Regions from separate parts of the Sus scrofa genome. Here region 2 is linked to region 1. The links are chromatin contacts, called in public HiChIP or PLAC-seq maps. All regions are on one chromosome and are shown on one strand. The core of a region is the stretch at or near the end of the contact, and the rest is flanking DNA. Distances in the headings are between cores, read along the strand shown.

Region 1 (7,148 bases), core at 3,225-5,724:
TTGAATGCGTAGATTCAAGGATTTCATCAAATTTGGCAAATTTTCAGTCATGACTTCTTTTAATATTCTTTATGCCCCTTTCTCTCCTTTCTCTTTTGCTGGACTTCCCGTTATGGTTGATGTTGTCTGATGGGTCTCTGAGGTCCTGTCCCTTCGTAACTTTTCTGATTCTCAGACTCAGATAACTGAGCTATCCTCAAGTTCACTGATTATTTCTGCCTGCTCAGATATGCTGTCGAGCCTCTGCAGGTCCAGAATTTCTATTTCATTCCTTTAAAAAGATTTTCTGTCTCCTTGTTATTATTTATTTTAGGAGACATCATTCTACTGGTTTCCTTTTGCTCTTTGTTGTTGATTTATTTTTTTTTTTGTCTTTTGTCTTTTTTTGTCTTTTGTTGTTGTTGTTGTTGCTATTTCTTGGGCCGCTCCCACGGCATATGGAGGTTCCCAGGCTAGGGGTTGAATCGGAGCTGTAGCCACCGGCCTATGCCAGAGCCACAGCAACGCGGGATCCGAGCCGCGTCTGCAACCTACACCACAGCTCACGGCAACGCCGGATCGTTAACCCACTGAGCAAGGGCAGGGACCGAACCCGCAACCTCATGGTTCCTGGTCGGATTCGTTAACCACTGCGCCACGACGGGAACTCCCCTACAATTGTTGATTTAAATTCTTTGTCTAGTAAATCCAATCCAATGCCTGGGCTTTGTCTAGGGTAGTTTCTTTTAATATCTTTTTTCCTGTCAATGGGCCATAGTGTTTTTGTTTTTGTTTTTTTTTTTTTTTTTTTTTTGCTTTCATAATTTTCTTTGTTGAAAACTGGACATTTGTAATATTATAGTATGCAGCTCTAGAAATCAGATGCCTCCTTCCCTAGGATTTGTTTTTATTCTTCATTTACTGAATGAGTAAATGTGGTACTGCCACCACATAGAATAGTAAGCGACTATTTAAAAAATAATTATGAGGTCTATGTACCATATACAATTTTAAAGATTATGTCAAATGACTAAAATCCACATACAAAAAATATAAGATGCATTAATATTAGAACTGGATAAAGACAGAAATAAAGAGAAAAGCAAAAAGGAATAGCAAAAAGGATAGTAGGTGAGTCTCTGTGAACCAATTAGTTTCCAGTCTGTGGAGCTTCCCACCCAGGAGGTGTGGGGTTGTTTATATCGGGAAATCGCCCCTCCGACCTCCTGATGTGGCCTCCTCTTGTTCTTCTGGAGTAGGGGATCTTTTTTAAGGTTTCTGGTCCATTTTGGTGAAGAGTGCTCAGTCTTTAGTTGTGAATTTTGTTGTTTTTAGGAGAGAAGTTGAGCTCCAGTCCTTCTATTCCGCCATCTTAATCCCGTCTCTCTCCAAGGTTTCTTTATTATATTACTTTTTGTGCTTTTAAACATTGGATATTCTATTTTAGTTTTGTATTATGAAAGGAATACATGTTCATTGTTGAAACTGAAATCAGTTGACAGAAGATTTCAAAAAGAAGAAGACTCTGTTTCTCTGGCCTGAACCTCATCATTTTCTCATGTAGCCTTTCAGCCGTTGTACATACATGTATATACAGCATCTTAAATGTAATTCTTTATAATTTTCAATTACGGAAAAGTTGGAAGAACAGTGCTAAGAACTCCCACGTACCCTTCACCCATGCCATTCCATTGTTAACATTCTCCCACATCTGTGCAGTGTGTGTGCATGTGTTTGTGTGTGTGTGTGTGTGTACCATTATTATCATTAGGGGTTTTCTGTACCATTTGAGAACAAGCTGCAGACATGATGCTCCATCACCCCTAAATACCCTAATGTGCATTTCTCAAAGTCAAGGATACTCTTGCACATAATCCCCACATTGGTTTGTTTTTTGGTGTTTTTTGTTTGTTTGTTTGTTTTGGTCTTTTTGCCTTTTCCAGGGCTGCTCCCATGGCATATGGAGGTTCCCAGGCTAGGGGTCTAATCAGACCTACGCCGGCCTACGCCACAGCCACAGCAATGTGGGATCTGAGCCGCGTCTGCAACCTACACCACAGCTCACAGCAATGCCGGATCCTTCACCCACTGAGCAAGGCCAGGGGTGGAACCCGCAACCTCATGGTTCCTAGTTGGATTCGTTAACCGCTGCGCCACGACGGGAACTCCATAATCCCCACATTGTTAAGCAAAAGGCCAAGCACAGGAGTGACTGGTTTGGCTTGGAAAGTAACAAGTCCTTTTTAGATACAGAGAGCCACCACTAAGAGGTTGTGTACTCTGTAGTTATACCCTGAGTGGAGCAGGGCCGAGAGACTCACGCCTCATTCGAATCCAGAAGGCAATGAGAAAGTGTCTCAGGACAGCCTCCAGGAGAGATGAGAAGGTGAGAGGGAGATGGCCTCACAAGCCTCCCATCTTGTGTTCAACTTGGATCACAAGACATCCTGCCAAGACCAGGTCCTGAGGGCAACTCCACCACTGACTTTTCACCCAGCTAAGACTTCTCAGATGCATAGGCTGCACCATCAAGGGTGCTCTAATTGATTGTACTGATAGAGGCTTATGCCAAGTCCATTCCGTTTGCTTAAGGCACACAGTTCAAGAGTGACTGTGACTGATGCCTCATGTTATGATCGGGTCCACCCGGAGGACAGACTTCAGCCAGGCTCCCCAACCGGAAGTGAGCCAGTTAAACATGTCACTGGCCCAGGCAGAGCAAGGGCGTCTGGGCAGCTGCGCATACCCTGCCCTGACCAGCCAGTAGGAGGTCCAGACTACGTGACCTCTCATGTTCTCTCCGGGTGGCACAGCAGTCTTTTGTGTACTCCTTGTACCTAGAATGGTCTCGCCTCTGACGTATGGGCCACACCAGTATCACTTTTAGGAATCATCACTTCATATTCATCTTTATCATTAATGTCCATAATGACTCAAATGCAGCATCAGATCCAGGTGACGCGAGAGCACCAGGTTAGAGCTCCCAGGGAGCCCGGGGCAGGCCTGCGAGGAACTGAGGAGCGAAGGGCGTTCATTACGCACGCACGTGGTCTAAGCTTCCTCCCCCTTCCCCACCGAATAAGGAAACATCCTGCTGGTTTTGTTTTCTTTTTAGGGCCACACCCACAGCATATGGAAATTTCCAGACCAGGGGTCGAATCAGAGCTGCAGCTGCCAGCCTATGGCACAGCCACAGCAATGCGGGATCCAGCTGCTTCTGCGACCTGCACCACAGCTCTAGGCAACGCCAGGTCCGTACCCGGCTGAGCAAGGCCAGGGCTGGAACCTGCGTCCTCATGGAGCCTAGTTGGGTTTGTTCCCGCTGAGCCACAATGGGAACCCCTCGCATCCTGTTTTGATGGGAGGTCCTCTTCTGCCGAACTGCCACCTTTACGCGCCTACTGACCGTCGGAAGGGGGGGCTGCACTGAAAGCTGAGGCTCAGTCATCCTGCTCGCTGAGTCAGTGCTCCCTTTGAGCCCGTTTGCCCTCTTTCCGCCGCGCCCGCTTCCGCGCAGCAGAAACGTGAGGCACGTGCGGATTCTCCGGATGTCCCTTCTCTGCGGCGCCCTGCCCGAGGCCACCCCCGTGGCTCACTGGCTCGTGTGTGGGTCCCACCGCGGCTGTCCTGCGGGTGTCAGCCCACACCGCCCAAGCGGACGGCGGGCCGGCTCCCTTGCCAGGCGCCGTTTGAAGCAGTTTTCCCTGAGGCGGTGCCGGCGCAGCCCGTGGCCAGGCCAGGCCGACTGGCTTGTCCTTGCGGGCGCGGCCGTCCCCGGAAAGATGGGTCCCACCGGAGAGGACAGGCGGCTCACGAAGAGCTTAGGCGGCGGAGGGGGCGTGGGGGGGGGTCCCCGCCGGGTCCCCGCCGCCCCGGCCCCGCGCGGCCGGCGTTCTCCCACCTCCCGGCGCGCAGCCCCAGCAGCCGGCAGCCGGGCTCCCAGGACCTCGGGTCCGAGCGCGGGCGGCTGGCAGCCCCGAAGCAGCAGCGCCCGAGCCCGAAGGCGCCCGCCCGGACCCGGGGCCGGCCGCCAAGGCCTCCTTGGACTCGGCGGCGTCACACGAGCCGATTCGTTTGGGGCAGCAGTTGAGCTGCTTTTTTAAAATCCGGAACATGGAATTCTTTACCTTGCAACGCACAGGTGTTTCGCCTTGACAGCCAGAGAGGCCAAGTGCGGTGACCTGACCGTGGGGTCTCAGGAGGTGACCCGGGAGCCGGCTGCCCGGCCCCCGTTCCCGCCGCCGCCGCCGCCAACTTGCCAACGACCAAGGCGCGACTCAGGCCGTGTAAACTCGGGCTCTGGAGACCGTTTCTGACCCTTCGGGAACATCTCGTTGGAACGTGTCAACACCAGGTACACGAGTTTACATACATGCAATTAACTGAGCCAAGCCTCACTCACGGATTCACCTTGAACTCTTTTTCTGGCCACCGCAAGTTCTGTCCCAACTCTGCGGAGGAGTTTGGTTTCACTACTTCTTAACTCCTCGGCCGAGGGAGGGGCGGGCAGAGAGGAAGGACCCGCCTGCAGGGTTGGCGGGCGCTGCATGCAGAGCCTTTCTCTTTTTCATTGCGGTAAACAGTTTTATTGAGACTGTTTACATCCAATTCGCCCATTTGAAGTGTACGGGTGCGTGGCTGTTGGTGCAGTCGCAGCGGTGGGCACGCTGATGTCACCAGTCAGCTTGCCAACACCTGCGCGACCTCAAAAAGAAGCCTGATACCTTCTCACTCCCATCCCTCCAGCCTCTGGCAACCGTTAGTCTGCTTTCTGTCCCTATCCTGGACATTTCATATCAATGGAATCATACAATACGTGTTCCTTCGTGTCTGCTTTTTTTTTTTTTTTTTTTTTTTTTGGTCTTTTTTTTGTCTTTTTTTTGCCATTTCTTGGGTCGCTCCCGTGGCATCTGGAGGTTCCCAGGCCAGGGGTCGAATTGGAGCTGTAGCCACCGGCTTATGCCAGAGCCACAGCAACGCGGGATCCGAGCCGCGTCTGCAACCTACACCACAGCTCACGGCAACGCCGGATCCCTAACCCACTGAGCAAGGGCAGGGACCGAACCCGCAACCTCATGGTTCCTAGTCGGGTTTGTTAACCACTGCGCCACTGCAGGAACTCCTCGTGTCTGCCTTTTTTCACTACATTTTCAATATTTATCGGTGTTGTAGCAACTGTCAGTACGTCATTCCGTTTTATGACGTTTGTTTCCACCTTGTAGCTATTGTGACTAGTTCTGTTAGGAACGTTTGTGTCTTTTTGTTCGAATACCTGTTTTCAATTCTGTGAGGTGAACACCTAGGAGCGGAGTTGCCAGGGCTGGTGGTGACATTCTGTGGTACATTTTGGAGGCCACTGTCCACTCCCGGCCACAGCGTACAGCTCTCATTTCTCCACATCCTTGTCAACATTTGTAATTATCATCATTTTTATTCGGATGAGTGTGAAGTGTCTCATGGATTTGACTGGCCTTTCCCTGAAGACCACTGATGTCAGGCATCTCTTCATGTGCTTATTGACAATTTGTACGACTTCCACGGAGAAATGTCTGGTCAGATCCTTTGCCCGTTTTTCCAGTTGTGTGTGTGTGTGTGTGAGAGAGAGAGAGAGAGGGAGGGAGTCAAGTTCTGTGTACAATCCAGATACTGGTCTCCCGTTTCTGGGAAGTGCAGCTCTCCCGCCCTCTGGGTCGGCTCGTGCGGTGCAGGTGCTCTTTCCTAGGCCTTCGGCTGCGCGGCCCTGAGCTGCGGGGAGGTGGAACCCTGAACCGGTCTGGAGTGGGGTCTCCTCCTGGCAGAGCTGGGAGGGGCAAGGAAGGAGCAGATCTCAATCCAAATGCTAGAAATTCTCAGGAGTTTTTGTAGATTTTTCCCGCCTGTCTCTTGGCCCTCAGGGCCCCTTCCGGAGACTGGGTACTTTTCCCCGGGGAGTGGGGACTGCCCACCTGCTCACACGGTCCTGCTACGAGTTGATCCGGGCTTTTCCTCTCTTAAAGCGGCTGAAGTCAGGGTGCAGGAGGCAGTGATTTGGGGGAGGCTGCAAAGCTGCTGGTACCCGTAAGCACTGCTGAGTTGACTTCCTTCGCAGCGGCCTTTTGTTGCTCTAAGGAAGCTAAGTGCCCATCAGGGGGCCTGTTTCAGTCCTTCCTGCCGCTCTAACTCCAGCTGTTTATCAACAGCTAACTGCAGCTTTGGGATCTCAGGGGGTCCTCTGGATGCTGTAACCCTTACTCTCCCTGCTTTTGCCCACACTTAGATCTGTGCCACCAGCTCTGAGGGAGCCGGTCCTGTCCCCGAGCCTGGCGCTATTGGTCTTTTAAAAGGGCATTTTAACTTCACCAGCCCCATGCTGGCCACCAAATCTGTTAGGCCCTAGCCCAAGACTGACAGATTCGGCGGGTTTAGCCGCAAAGGCCCTTTCTAGATTCAGACCGTTTATTCCTCACAGAGTCAGCGGAAGGAAGAGGAACCAAAGGCCCCAGCTCCCCGTGGTCCTTGTCCCCCACACACCAAAATGCACAAAACCTGCCGACTGCGGTGGGAGCTGCGGCTCAGCAGGTTGAGAACCGACAGAGTGTCCATGAAGATTCGGGTTCCATCCCTGGTCTTTCTGCCGAGGCCCCCCTGCTGGGCCGCGCTCAGACCCTGGGGGTGCCAGGTGGCTTGAGTGCTGTTCTCTGCGCGCCTCTGTCCTCCTATGGCAAGAGGTTCCGCCAGCCCTCGGCTTGGCTGCGGTCCAGGCCCCGCGTATGTGGCATATGTGGGTCCCCTTCAGGCCCAGAGAACCTACACTCCTCCCTCCAGATCAGGGACCCCACGCAAACACAGCAGCTGTTTCCTTTCTGGTCCGGAATCCAACATAGGAGCATGTGTGGCACTTAGTTTTCCTGTCTTAAATGTGCTTTAATCCCGGGGACGCCTTGGCTTGGCCCTTTTCCCCGTCCTTGACAGGTAAACCTCCGCACATCAACCCACCGTCGCATCCACTGATGACTGCTGCGAATGAGCCACCGCTCCCGTCACCACCCAAGGGGGAGTTCCTTGTCTCACCACTTTGTACTCAGAAGGAGGGCTTTCTTTCCTCCCCCATCTGTTTGCATCCGTGTCGACTCAGACCCTTAGATTATTCACAAGGTTATAATCCTTTACGCTCACTTTGATGCACAAAT
Region 2 (7,148 bases), core at 3,452-5,951, 130 kb before region 1:
GCATCAAATTTGACATTTAAACTATCGACTCAACTAATTAAGAGTGACAATAGGTTTCTAACATTAAACCATGAGCTAGAGTCTTGCTTCAGAAAAAAACGAAGAACAGTTGACAATTTAGTGACCTTATAAGCTCTAATCATGCCGTGGACAATACAAATCATCATATTGTTTAAGGCAGTGGATTTGATTTTGCTACGTACTTATTTCCAGGGTCAACCGCAGCTTCCTTATCTATTTAGTAAGGAAAGAACACATTTTCCTGACACCTAAGCCAGGGCTGGTGTTCCTTAATGTCACCTTATGTAATGTCCCCAAGAGTCCTCTGGAGGGAAGCAGAGGGAAGGACTGTCAAGAGCTGTGGCTACATAAACCAGATGGAAATATGTATTTAGAGTGAATTCTGTTGTTGTTGCTGCCGTTTTTGGTCATGCTTGCAGCGCGCAGAAGTTCCCCAGCCAGGGATTGAATCAGCACCGCAGCAGTGACAAAGCTGGGTCCTGGAGCCTTAACCTGCTGTGCCACCAGCGAACTTCTGCATCTTCTTAATATGGAAATAAAATCCTCCAAATCTGATACAGTCTGTCAATTTGTCCCTCACTGACGACATATCTGGCCTAAATCATTAAGGCGATTGTGTTGAGAATCCACTGCGCTCTGATGGTGAAGACTCCGTCATTCTGTTCCCCAGGGAAATATCTAGTCTTGAATCCATTTCTTCCTCTGAAATAGTTTTCTGTAACTTGGGTTCTGAGGATATTTTCAGTATCAGCAGGAAGAGGCCTACCTCTGAAACACTCACAAATGCCAACCAGTACTTAGACCTCTGGAGAAAAGAGGTATTTGCTCTCTCTCTCAGAAGCCTTCTCAGGCCATGTATTCTTGACTCCCTTTTCTTGCTTTAGCCGTTCCCTGGCAATATATACTTCCCTGCTGCATATAAAGTCAAAACCCTCATGCCTGCAGAACAGCAAGAAATGTCTGGGGAAAGTGGCTTTTCCCAGTGAAACTCTTGGGCTTATGCATAGGAAACTCGCCTCTTTACCCTCTTCTCACATCGATTTTCTTATTCTCCCTTACATTTCATTCCAAAATCAAATTCATTGTCTGTGCTCCAAGAATGCTTTGGCTCCATACAGCCCACTTCCTCGTCACTAGTACTGATCAGATGATATCAATTCGCAGATGTTTTCTATACTCACTCCATAACAGTGATAAGCAACAAGTAACTAAATGTAATAACTAATAATAGTACTAACTGAATGTGTGGTAGGTAAGGATGGAGCCTGTCCTAGAGTCAAAAGAAAAGAGAGCATCAGAAATTAGCGACTCACCTGAAAATTCTAGGACTGCTTCTAGTGCAACTGCCAGAAAGAGACAACTCAGCACTGATCCAAAATGCCAGCCTCTGCAGCTGAGAAATTGCCCCAGAAGAGCCATCGGGTACCCTGCTTCTTCACTTGCCTGCATCCAGCTCACAATGGTACTGGATTCAGAATCACTAGCCTCAAATTTCTAAAAACTCTCATTGTCTTTAAACAAAGAGTTCACTCTTTGTCTCGTGTGTGTGTGTGTGTGTGTGTGTGTGTGTGTTCATGTGTGTGTGTGTGTGAGAGAGAGAGAGAGAGAGAGTGAGATCAATCCATACTCAGAGAAAAAAAAAATGGAACGATAAGAAGAAAGAGCAAAAATAAAGACTATTTCTCACAGTTATGAAAAATGAATCATTTTTTTTTTTCTTTTTTGGCCTCCCCGCAGCATACGGAATTCCTGGGCAACACCAGATCCTTAACCCACAGTGCCAGGCCAGGGGCAGAAGCTGTGTCCCAGCGCTCCCAAGATACCACCAATGCCGTTGTGCCACAACAGGAACTCGCAAAATGAATCATTTCAACTGATCATCTGAAAGGCCAACAGAGCCTGAGTAGGTATTAGGCCTCTAACTACTTTATGGTCTGGACTTTCACTAGAAAAATTGGGTCACTTAACTAATATTGTAGGAGTTCCCTCGTGGCACATCGAGTTAAGGATCCAGCATTGTCACTGCAGCAGCTCAGATCGCTGCTGTGGTGTGAGTTTGATCCTTGGCTCAGAAGTTTCCACATGTTGCAGGCCAAAAAACAGAAAGAATTAACTTTGTAGCATCCAAAGGAAATGATGTACTTCTCTGCCTGCTGTAACCCGATTCACTTCATGTACCATGAGGTGGGCTTGATCCGTTAGGCAAAATTCTTGCCTATAGTCTAGTGCTGTAGCATTGGAGCTGGTGAAATCAAACCATTGTCTGTAAAGGGAACATACCTTCAGACAAAATCCAAAAACTCTTCTCCAGCTCAAGGGTCCCATCCGAATATTACTTGAGTTTGGATTGCTGTGTGAAAATCTTTTTTTTTTTTTTTTGTAAAATAGAAACTAGGAAGTTGTTTGTATACATACAGATTATTCGTTCCCCATTATAAAATGTCTAAAATGATCGCAAAGAAGAGCACTAACTAAAAATGTTAAGTATAAGTTAGGCACAGAGGAAAATCCCTGAGTAAAAATAGTCTGTATCATTAAGTAAACATGCTCTCTGAAGGTGGGGGCCATGAATCAGTGAAGACAGAGGTGGGAAAATACAAGACGCACCCAGGCACCCTATTCAGTAAGAACTCAGCGGAAAGATTAAGAGTCTAAGGTTCTATGTATAACAATACCAACCGACGGTCTGAAAACCTTGAGAGAGTGGCTAAACAGGACAGCAAATTCTGGGCCTTTTAAAATGACCCTCGTCTCTATATTTGGCTCTTGAATCCTAGGTAGGCCTAGAGAAACACCGTTCATTTTTTGACATTAAAGAACCTTAATGAAGATTTTTTAATTCCCTAAATCACTGTACATGGATACAAGGAAAATATCTGGAGACAGAGGTGGACTGCAGAAAGAGGTGCTGAGTTCTCATTCCTAGTATAGGAGCATGTGGAAATCTATTGTGCCAAGGCCAGTGGGGAAAGAGACGCAAAGAGCCTTTCGAGCTTAAATTCCAACTGAAACATGGTTCTGACATCTTTCAAATATTGATAGGACTTGCTTTCAGCTCTGGCAACCCAGCAGACTCCACTATCAGCTGCTCTGTAAGGGCTGTTCTTACACAATACAGAGAGAGCTTCAGAACAGTAGGCTAATGTTCCAGAATATACGCCAAAAAGAGACACACATACCACATGATTCCTCTCATACCAGGAGTCTAAAATAGCCAAGTTTAGACTCAAAGAGTGCAGCAGTAGCTGCCAGGTTCTCAAGGGAGGAGGAGACGGAGAGTTACTCATCAATAGGCAATAAGTTTCAGATAAGCCAAATGAATATTCTAGATCTGCAGTCAATACTAATGCGTTGTAACTAAAACTTTCTTAAGAGGACAGACCTCAATTGAAGTATTAATCACAAGAAAATGAAATCTTAGAGATGCTTTCTTTTCTCTTTTTCTTTTTAGGGCCACAGCTGCAGCATATGCAAGTTCCCAGGCTAGGGGTGGAATCAGAGCTATAGCTGCCACCCTCCACCACAGCCACAGCAAGGCAGAATCCAAGCCGCATCTGTGGCATATGCCACAGCTCACAGTAACGCCAGATCCTTAACCCACTGAGCGAGGCCAAGGGCCGGACCTACATCCTCATGGATCCTGGTCAGGTTCCTTAACCACTGAGCCACAAAGGGAACTCTGAAAGATTCTTTTTAAACATGAGAACACAAAGAGATTGAAAGTCAAAGAATGAATAAACATATACCACACCAACACAAGAAAGCTGGGATTGTTATTTAGACATGAGCAAGGGTTACAACTATGTTGGGGATTTTTGTTGTTGTTGTTGCTTTTTTGGACCGCACCAGGGGCATGTGGAAGTTCCCAGACTAGGGGGCAGATAGGAGCTACAGCTGCTGGCCCCCACCACAGCTCACAGCAACACCAGATCTCCGAGCCACTGGGCAAGGCCAGGGGGTGAACCCTCATCCTCACAGATACTAGTTGGTTTTGTTTGTGCTGAGCCACGAGAGGAACTCCTGAACACAAACGTTTCTAGCAGCATCTTTCATAATAACACAGAACCGAAAACAGGCAAGACGTCCATCCACTTGTGGTTTATCAGCGTGGCTAAATAACACGAAAGGATAAAAAGGAGTGAATCACTGATACACACATTCGACCTGGGTGGATCTCGAAAGAGGCTTCACTGAAAGTCCTTACCACGTGTGCGATTCCATGTCCAAAACAGGCAAAACCACTGTGTGGCAACAAAGGGAAAACCAACAACAGTGGTCGCCCCCAGGGGACGAGGATGGGGCTAACCGGGAAACAACCAAGATGGCCCACAACAGGCAAGTGGTTGAGCAAACCGTGGTACATCCGTACAGTGGAAGACAGCTCAGCAGCAGGACGTAGCTCGTGACACCCACGGCAACCTAGATGAGCCTCAAAAGCAGCACGTTTAGTGATGGGAGCCAGTCTCGAAAGGCGGCACGCCTGGCGAACCCACCTTTAGGACATCTGGGAAAGGGAATCTTTTCCGAGACGGGAAACAAAGCCGTGGTTGTCAAGGGTTAGGTCTGAAGAAAGAGTTTAACAACTGTTGGGATTTTAAACGCCTCCATAATATCGCAGCCTCTGCACCCATTTTGTGTGGCTAAGGGGCCCTGGGTGACAGCCATCAGAGTCACAAGAAAGTGAAACAGATATGACTTCCCCAAAGCCCCTGGTGCGAAAACAGTCTCTTCCGCCTCCCAGCTCCTTCCCACAGAGCTTACCGACTCGATCCGGCCTTAGGCGGGGGACCTCACAAACACTTCACCTGTGGACCCTAATAAAGGCATATGTCCCGGGGCCTGCTGCTGCCCCTCCGCCAGGGCCCTGCCTCGACCTCCTGTGTGGCCCGCCAGGCTGGCTGTGTACATCCTCCAGGACCTGTGAGTAATAAACTTCTCTATTTCACTTTGCCTCGTGGTCTTCGTTGAACCTTGCCTCACCGTCCAGCTCCCCACCCCCAGGGCTCTACCTCACAAAGGCTACTTGGACAAAAATCGCAGTGCTTACAGAGGGGCAGCAGCAGCAGAGCAGGGACTTATCGGGCTTGATGGAGCTGATCCATCTGCTGAAGGCGGTGGTGGATACCCACATCTATACATGCGCTAAAGTCGTAGAACTGGGCTACAAAGGAGCTTGGCTTTATTGCACAGGATATTTTTAAAAAGGAGTTCCCGTCGTGGCTCAGCGGAAATGAACGTGACTAGTACCCATGAGGACGCAGATTCCATCCCTGGCCTCGCTCAGAGGGTTAAGGATCCTACACTGCCGTGAGCAGATGAGTCTAGGATCTCAGGATCTGGCGTGGCTGTGGCTGTGGTGTAGGCCAGCAGCTGCTGCTCTGATTTGACCCCTAGCCTGGGAATGTCCATATGCTGGGGGTGCAGCCCTAAAAGGAGCAATAAATAAATAAATAAACAAACAAACTAAAAACCAAAAAAGAAATGACTCAGGGCCATGGACTGCACGCGATACTATCCCTACTATTTAGAAAATTCTTATTTTAGCATAACTATATTTTTACATATTTTTGAAGTATATTTTGCTATATATATGCATATATATATAATATATGTATATTACACATATCTACAAATTCTCCGTACATCTTCTAATCACTATTCTGAAATGGAAGGCTGGTATTGTCAAAAATGAAAAAATTAAAGTTCAGTAAAGACCAGTACCTATCAGGGAAGCAGCAGACATAAAGTTCCTTACTAATCAAATCCAAACTACATGAGGCATAAAGACACAGCGTCATTGAAAACCGTGGATCTCAGACTTGGTTTCTCCTCTAGCTTTCTATGGTGAGGTGTCATTTCCACGGTGGTATGCAAATCAAGGGACCAGAAGCGGAGCCTGGTCCAGGGAAAATTACATCTGCAAATTGAGGGTTCTGGAGAAAAGGCTTTCCAGTGGCAAGATTCATAGGCAGGAGCCTTGAGGGGACCGCCCCTGCCTGGCTCAAACCAGGGGTGCTGGGGCAGGGCCTGGCCAGGCGCTCGCTGTTGCTAAGTGACCGCTCGCTCACTCAGGTTGCTACGCAGGGCACCTCCTGGCATCTCCACGGGAAGGTGGCCCAAAACGAAACGCTTCTTTCTTTTTGAGGTGTACAGCACACGTGCGCTGGCATCCATAGGTTGCAAAATACTTACCGCGATGAATTTAGTTAATATCCATCACCTCGTGCAGCAGCAACTAATCTCGATCCCGCTGGACCCTCGTTGCGACTTGCCTAGTTCCTGACGGTGTCCCGCCCAACCCGCCCCCCATCCCGACCCAATCTTCCCGCCAAAGCCCCGGCCCCGCTGGAGTCCACGCCAGCCCCTCTGGGCAGCCACCCGTCCACCCCGCACCGCCGTCGTCGGTGGCCCTGGCAGGTTCGCCCCATGACCACGCCCCGCACGGTCCTGAGCTGCGCCACGAGGAACCCGGTCCGTCTGGGGACGTCGCCTGGCTCCGCCTTGCTCAGGGCCAACCGAGGAGCTCGTCGTAGCCCAGCCTCACCCCAGACCCCACCCTGGCCAGCCTCACACCCAGGGCCACCCCAGGCCCTGTCACCCTCTGCCCCCGCCCGACTCCGACCCCTCGCCCACCCCCGGCCCGACTCTCGCCCCCTGTCCCTCCAGGAAGCGACGTCCCAGCCCCGCCGCCTCCCACCCCCACGCCGAGTGACCGAAGCACGCACGAGGGTTTCTTTAAACACGTGTATTGCCTGGCAACGAGTCTGCCCGAGGAGGCAGGCAGGGAGGCAGGCCGGGGCTTCCGGGGCTGTGAGGGGCTGGGGCCAGGACATCCAGGGCGCGTCGGGCAGCTACTCCTGGGTCGGGGCCACTTGCGAGATGGCGAGGGTTCCGAAGAAGGCGCTGAGCAGGGCGTTGTTGTGGACCGCCATGGCCACCAGCTCTGGGGTGATGCACCTCCTACCCACAATCTGGGCCTCGTCGCCCGCCAGCTCCAGGACCCTGGCCGTCAGGTACTCGATGGTGGCCGCGAGGAAGACCCGGGCGGACGAGCTCAGGCACTGGGCGTAGGGGCCCTCCCGCAGGAGGCGCTCCATGTGGCTCACGGAGGCGGACAGCCCGGCTCG

The links. HiChIP or PLAC-seq counts read pairs in DNA pulled down with a chosen protein or histone mark.
Region 2: a contact with region 1 is called in an H3K27ac HiChIP or PLAC-seq map of alveolar macrophages. The contact joins two enhancer-like sites. A contact is called at or near these places in 1 of 47 Hi-C or Micro-C datasets (embryonic fibroblasts) and 1 of 2 datasets of contacts at active chromatin or transcription factors (alveolar macrophages).

The regions. Positions count from the first base shown.
Region 1 is chrX:125,439,392-125,446,539 of Sscrofa11.1, reverse strand. No RefSeq gene overlaps it. Among named protein-coding and RNA genes, the nearest start is that of VBP1, 42 kb to the left of the region's middle. Within about 2 kb of position 4,474, at least 10 of the 83 cell types and tissues checked have an H3K27ac peak or open chromatin away from gene starts, as enhancers often do. A contact at or near this core is called in alveolar macrophages, where this site is marked.
Region 2 is chrX:125,568,159-125,575,306 of Sscrofa11.1, reverse strand. It overlaps a transcript of LOC100620916 not described here. Among named protein-coding and RNA genes, the nearest start is that of CLIC2, 12 kb to the right of the region's middle. Within about 2 kb of position 4,701, at least 3 of the 83 cell types and tissues checked have an H3K27ac peak or open chromatin away from gene starts, as enhancers often do. A contact at or near this core is called in alveolar macrophages, where this site is marked.